2 separate regions of the Zea mays genome follow, and region 2 is linked to region 1. Evidence: chromatin contacts called from public HiChIP or PLAC-seq data. All regions are on one chromosome and are shown on one strand. Each heading gives the region's core, a stretch centred on a gene start, on an enhancer-like site or on the middle of the called end of the contact. The rest is flanking DNA. Distances are from core to core; before and after follow the strand shown.

The links. HiChIP or PLAC-seq counts read pairs in DNA pulled down with a chosen protein or histone mark.
Region 2: a contact with region 1 is called in an H3K4me3 HiChIP or PLAC-seq map of leaf, with 3 times the contacts expected there. The contact joins the promoter of LOC100272542 here to the promoter of LOC103633404 in region 1. A contact is called at or near these places in 1 of 25 Hi-C or Micro-C datasets (tassel) and 1 of 3 datasets of contacts at active chromatin or transcription factors (leaf).

The regions. Positions count from the first base shown.
Region 1 is chr7:173,059,062-173,061,761 of Zm-B73-REFERENCE-NAM-5.0, forward strand. LOC103633404 (putative methylesterase 11, chloroplastic) reads left to right here and starts at 1,339. Exons shown (of 5, transcript XM_008655108.3): 1 at 1,339-1,868. The coding sequence starts at 1,527.
Region 2 is chr7:173,184,714-173,187,413 of Zm-B73-REFERENCE-NAM-5.0, forward strand. LOC100272542 (Eukaryotic aspartyl protease family protein) reads left to right here and starts at 1,379. Exons shown (of 1, transcript NM_001147010.1): 1 at 1,379-2,700. The coding sequence starts at 1,395.

The DNA.
Region 1 (2,700 bases), core at 89-2,588:
TAATGATATCATGATCCAAAATCTATGTAATGAACAACGAGTTTATGATTTGGTATAAAAATTATTAGTAGAGAGAACGAAATACAAATAATAAGTTGTATAATTAAGTGATCTTGCACTAAGTTATCCATCCACTACATATATAACGCTAGTAAAAACTATAATAGCAAGCAAGCAACACTCTCACCGACTACTGATACATTCACCAATTGATAAAAATTATGAAGTAAATAAGGAATAATAAGTTTGTTGTTCGTTTATAAAATAAAATGACAATATGCACTAGGTTTGGTCGGGTTTAAAAAACCCACGGGTTCACGGGTTTGGGTACTATAGGAATAAACCCGTACCCATAAACCCGTTGGGTATAAATTTATGCCCATTAACAAACTCATGGGTATGAAAACTGACCCATACCCGTACCCTAATAGAGTAAAAACCCATCGGGTTTCGGGTACCCATCGCCATCTCTTGGGCTGTTCGCTGCGGCTTGCTGCGGCTGCAATCCGGCTGCGGCTGCGGCTTCTACAGTATTTTTCTCTCTATGGATTGCAGCTGCAGCAGTCCAAACAGCTGCAACAGTGTCGGCTTGCAGCCTGCCGAACACGCCCTCTAATCCCCAGCCTGATAGGTGCCAATCACATGTACAGACCATCATGGTTGCTTTGCTTAGGGCCGCGCGCCTGGACAAATGGACCACCTGATTTAAGTTCGCATTAACGCTAGCATGCAGCTTAGAAAAAGCACAACAAGCCCATGACTGACGAGTGACAAGCGTGCATCCTTTACCACAACGTCTGCATCTGGGGGCAAACAAATAAAAAAAACTCGAAATCTTGCTACAAGAACTGCCCATTTGTGGCATCGATCCATCTACTGCGTGCGAACTAATCATGCTGAGCACTTGTAGCTAGCAGCCCAACAGTGTCTTATCTTTAGTTGGAGAGTGAGAAACCAATTAAAGGATGGCGATTCGATCGGGTGCCTTTACCTAACCTTTTTGTTCTGGGCCTACTGTTGTTCATCAGAAAGGGGTAAAAGTGTAAAACCGTGAAAACACACATAGCAAGGTTGTTAATGCTTTTCGTCTCTCTTGAAAAGCTTGGCCACAGAGTTCAGCGCAGGAAAAAAAAAAGCAGGCCGGGTGAAGGAGAACCCGGCGACGATGACAGGAAACCGCTACACAGCCATGCCGTCGTAGTTTGAACTCCACACAAGCATATCTGAAACTGGAAAAAGGTGTCAAGCTACTATGTGCGAAATTCCTTGAACAAGGAGCCCCTATGTGCAAAATAGGCGGTACCAGAAGAAGTATAAATTTCCGTATCCTCTTGCCTTGCATTGCATTACTGCCGCGCCCGCACTCCGCCCGTGCCCTGCCTGCCTGCCTGCCATTTCTGCCGCCGCCCCCTCCTCGTCGAGCTCCCTCCCTGCTCCCCTCCTGAATCGCGGCAGCAGCAGTCAAGGCAAGGATTTCCTGGCTGCCTGCTCCGAAGGCCCGCCCGAACCTACCCGGCTCGGCCCCGATGGGTTCGCTGGTGTCCTGCCTCTCCGACCCCTGCCAGTCGGGGAACGGGTCCCCGCCGCCGCAGGCGAGGCGGCGCTCCTCCACCTCCTCCCGCGGCCGTGGCGGCGGCGGCGGCGGGAGGGACTCCGCCAAGGCGTCCGTGACCATAGACGAGGAGGCGCTGGCCGCGGCGGCGGCGCTCGTGCTGGGGCAGCGGGGCGGTGGCGCGTTCGAGCGGTCCGCGTCGGTGCGGTACGCGGCCAAGCGGCACGGCCAGGGCCCGCCGCTGCCCCGCAGCTGCAGCACGCGCCCCAGGTCGCTCGCTGACCCCGAGCTCCAGCCGCAGCAGCTCCTCGCCAAGGTGAGAACCCTGACGCCATACCACTCCTTGTCTTCTTCCTTCCTTCCTCCCTCCCTCCATACTAGCTTGCTTGCCCGTCCGCCCGCCTGTCGTCCCGTTCCCGTCCCCCCCATTGCTTGGTTCGGTTGGTCGTTGGTGCGCGCGCCACCGCGTTGAATTCTCGTGCAGTCTCCTTTGACTTTGTGCCTTCTTCTCTGCGACTTTCCACCTGGGGCGGTTGGCGTCCTCGCGTCGAAATCAATGGAAGGCAGGGGCGGGCGACCACCTCCGTGCCTGTCTGTCTTACTGGGACCGGACATGACAATCCGGTTAGCATATGCCGTAGCCCCCATATGTGGGCGAGAGCGAGACCGAGACCGTTCAAATCGGAACGCCTGCAGATCCGAACCGGTGCAATGCACGTGCTTTGCTTCCATCTGTAGCTACCACCATAAGACTAATACCTGACTTTATCATCGATAGTTGATGAGTACTCCTTGAGAAAAAAATGTGAACGAGTAGTTATCTGACAGCGACCAAGCACTGATTTGGTTGTTGGCTGATAGTGGTTGGTCGTACAGTTGGTTTTTTTCAGAAGCTCTCACGCATAAGGGCTGTAGAAACTGATTGACTGTTGTTTCTAGCTCTGGTGGTGGTGAGATCATGTTGGCTTGTGTGTTCGTTCCTCTGGAGAAAGGACGAAGATGTATTGTTCCCAGGTTTGCTCTGATCATGTTGTCTCGAGAATTTGCTATATACTGGCATTTTTGACCGCTAACAGTGTTGTTGACTGGTAAGAGGGTAACGCGGGCTACGTAGGAAGCCGAGGATGATTGGGATCCGGAGGTTTCTG
Region 2 (2,700 bases), core at 129-2,628, 130 kb after region 1:
AGATTATTACCTTAAATATATTTTAGAGATCAATTTAAAAATGTCTTCTAACATTTCTAGATGCAAAATCATCAATGATGGCTTCAATATTTACATCATCTAATAATTTCTTCTCAATACATAAAGTTGCTAGCCCGTCTAACCTTTCTTGAGACATTGCAAACCTTAAATAATTCTTCAATAACGTAAGCTTTGAGAAGCTCCTTTCAGCTGATGCCACAGTTATTGGTATAGTAAATAATATTCGATAAGCAACAAATATATTGTGATAGCAATCCATTCTCCTAACAAACTCAAAAATATATTGGTATAGTAAATAATATCCGTTTCTATCATATATTCTTATTGGACTTTGTGTGCGGTGGGGCCCCTGGGAGATGGGGGCCTAGGTCGGCCGCCCCTCCCGCCCTACCTCAGGCACGGCCCTGTCTCAAACGAACAAGTTCTTCGTGGAAGGTCTGTTCGTTTTTCACGGATTGAATACCTGGAACGGTTCTTGACCGGATTGTTTCTCTAATTTATGTAAGTTTTGACAAGTTGGAATGAATTCTGGTCTAATACTGGACAAACGAACGGGCCCTGAGTATATCTCAAGCTCCAGCCGTGTACTCAATCATCCCTGAGCCACCGTTCCAGTCAGAAGTTTCTTTGAACCATATCATGTCGCGGACAGTATTGGATCAGTAGTTGGGGCACCCAGCTACATCCGCCATTCTTCCATTATGTCTCGCAGTTGAAGGTGCAGGCAGGCTCTACGGGAGCAGTGGACTGAACACGTCCAGCCTGCCGAGGCCGTCCGTCTTCCTATTTTTTTCTCCATCGCCTCGAAGGAAGCCGGCAAGCCGCACGCTTGCGGCGGAATACTTCGGCAGCCACAGCGTCATGCTACAGCTCCTGCTCACGGGCTTCCGTCCCATCCGTCACCTCTGGATCCTTCCTTCCCTCCTCGCTCCTCGGGGAGACGAGGTCCCTCCCTGTCGCTCACGGCTCACCTCTGGATTCGGTGAGCTGGGCGTCTCGGTGCGGGTGCGTCCGTCACACACGCTAGTAGCCTACTCCTAGTACAGTACTACTAGTACTTGGAAAGGGGTTCGTTGGGCAGCTCTGGTCGTCTTCCCGGTGGACAACAAACCCGCGTTTTCCCACGGCCACCGTCCCCAACATTCGCGGATTCCAGCCCCGCCTCCTCTCCCCCTTCCTTGTTCAATGGTCAAAACCCACACACCTCCCCCGCACGCAGTCGTCTTTTCCTCCCTGACCCGCGTTCCTTTATATATATTTCCCCCCAATTCCACCACCACCAACCTCCTCTTCGTCCTCATCAACCCCTGCTCCCCCGCCGTCGCCTGCTGTTCCGTGAAGGACTAGTAATCCATCGGTCCACTGCCTCAGCTATGTTGCAGCTCGCGGCGCGGTCGCTGCTGCTGTTCTTGCTCCTGGTCTCGCCAGCTGTGGCTTCAGCTGGCATCGCGAAGCTCAACTCCTCGTCGCCCCTCTTTGGCATCGAGTTCCCGCCGTTCAACACCGCCGTCGCCGACACCGGCTGCGACAGCAAGTTGGGTGCAGCCGAGGACGCGGCGGATGAGCAGAAGCCGGCGAGCCCGTCCTCGTCGCTGAAGCTGCACATGACCCACCGCCGCGGCGCCGAGGGGGGCAGGACGCGGAAAGGTTCGTTCTTAGATTTGGCCGAGAAGGATGCGGTCCGCGTCGAGGCGATGCACCGGAGAGTGGCGTCCTCGTCCTCGTCTCCGCGGCGTGGGCGGGCGCTGTCGGAGTCGGAGCGCGTGGTGGCGACGGTGGAGTCCGGCGTGGCGGTCGGGTCCGCCGAGTACCTCATGGACGTCTACGTCGGCACGCCGCCGCGGCGCTTCCAGATGATCATGGACACCGGCAGCGACCTCAACTGGCTGCAGTGCGCGCCGTGCCTGGACTGCTTCGAGCAGCGCGGCCCGGTGTTCGACCCCGCCGCGTCCTCCTCCTACCGCAACCTCACCTGCGGCGACCCCCGCTGCGGCCACGTGGCGCCGCCCGAGGCGCCGGCGCCGAGGGCGTGCCGCCGCCCCGGGGAGGACCCCTGCCCGTACTACTACTGGTACGGGGACCAGTCCAACAGCACCGGCGACCTGGCCCTCGAGTCCTTCACGGTCAACCTCACGGCCCCGGGCGCGTCCAGCCGCGTGGACGGCGTGGTGTTCGGGTGCGGCCACCGGAACCGCGGCCTCTTCCACGGCGCGGCGGGCCTGCTGGGCCTCGGCCGCGGCCCGCTGTCGTTCGCGTCCCAGCTCCGCGCCGTCTACGGCGGCCACACCTTCTCCTACTGCCTGGTGGACCACGGCAGCGACGTCGCCAGCAAGGTGGTGTTCGGGGAGGACGACGCCCTGGCGCTGGCGGCGCACCCGCGGCTCAAGTACACGGCGTTCGCGCCCGCGTCGTCGCCGGCGGACACGTTCTACTACGTCAGGCTCACGGGCGTGCTGGTGGGCGGCGAGCTGCTGAACATCAGCTCGGACACGTGGGACGCGAGCGAGGGCGGCTCCGGCGGCACAATCATCGACTCCGGCACCACGCTGAGCTACTTCGTGGAGCCGGCGTACCAGGTGATCCGCCGCGCGTTCATCGACCGGATGAGCGGCTCGTACCCTCCGGTCCCGGACTTCCCGGTGCTCAGCCCGTGCTACAACGTGTCCGGCGTGGAGCGAC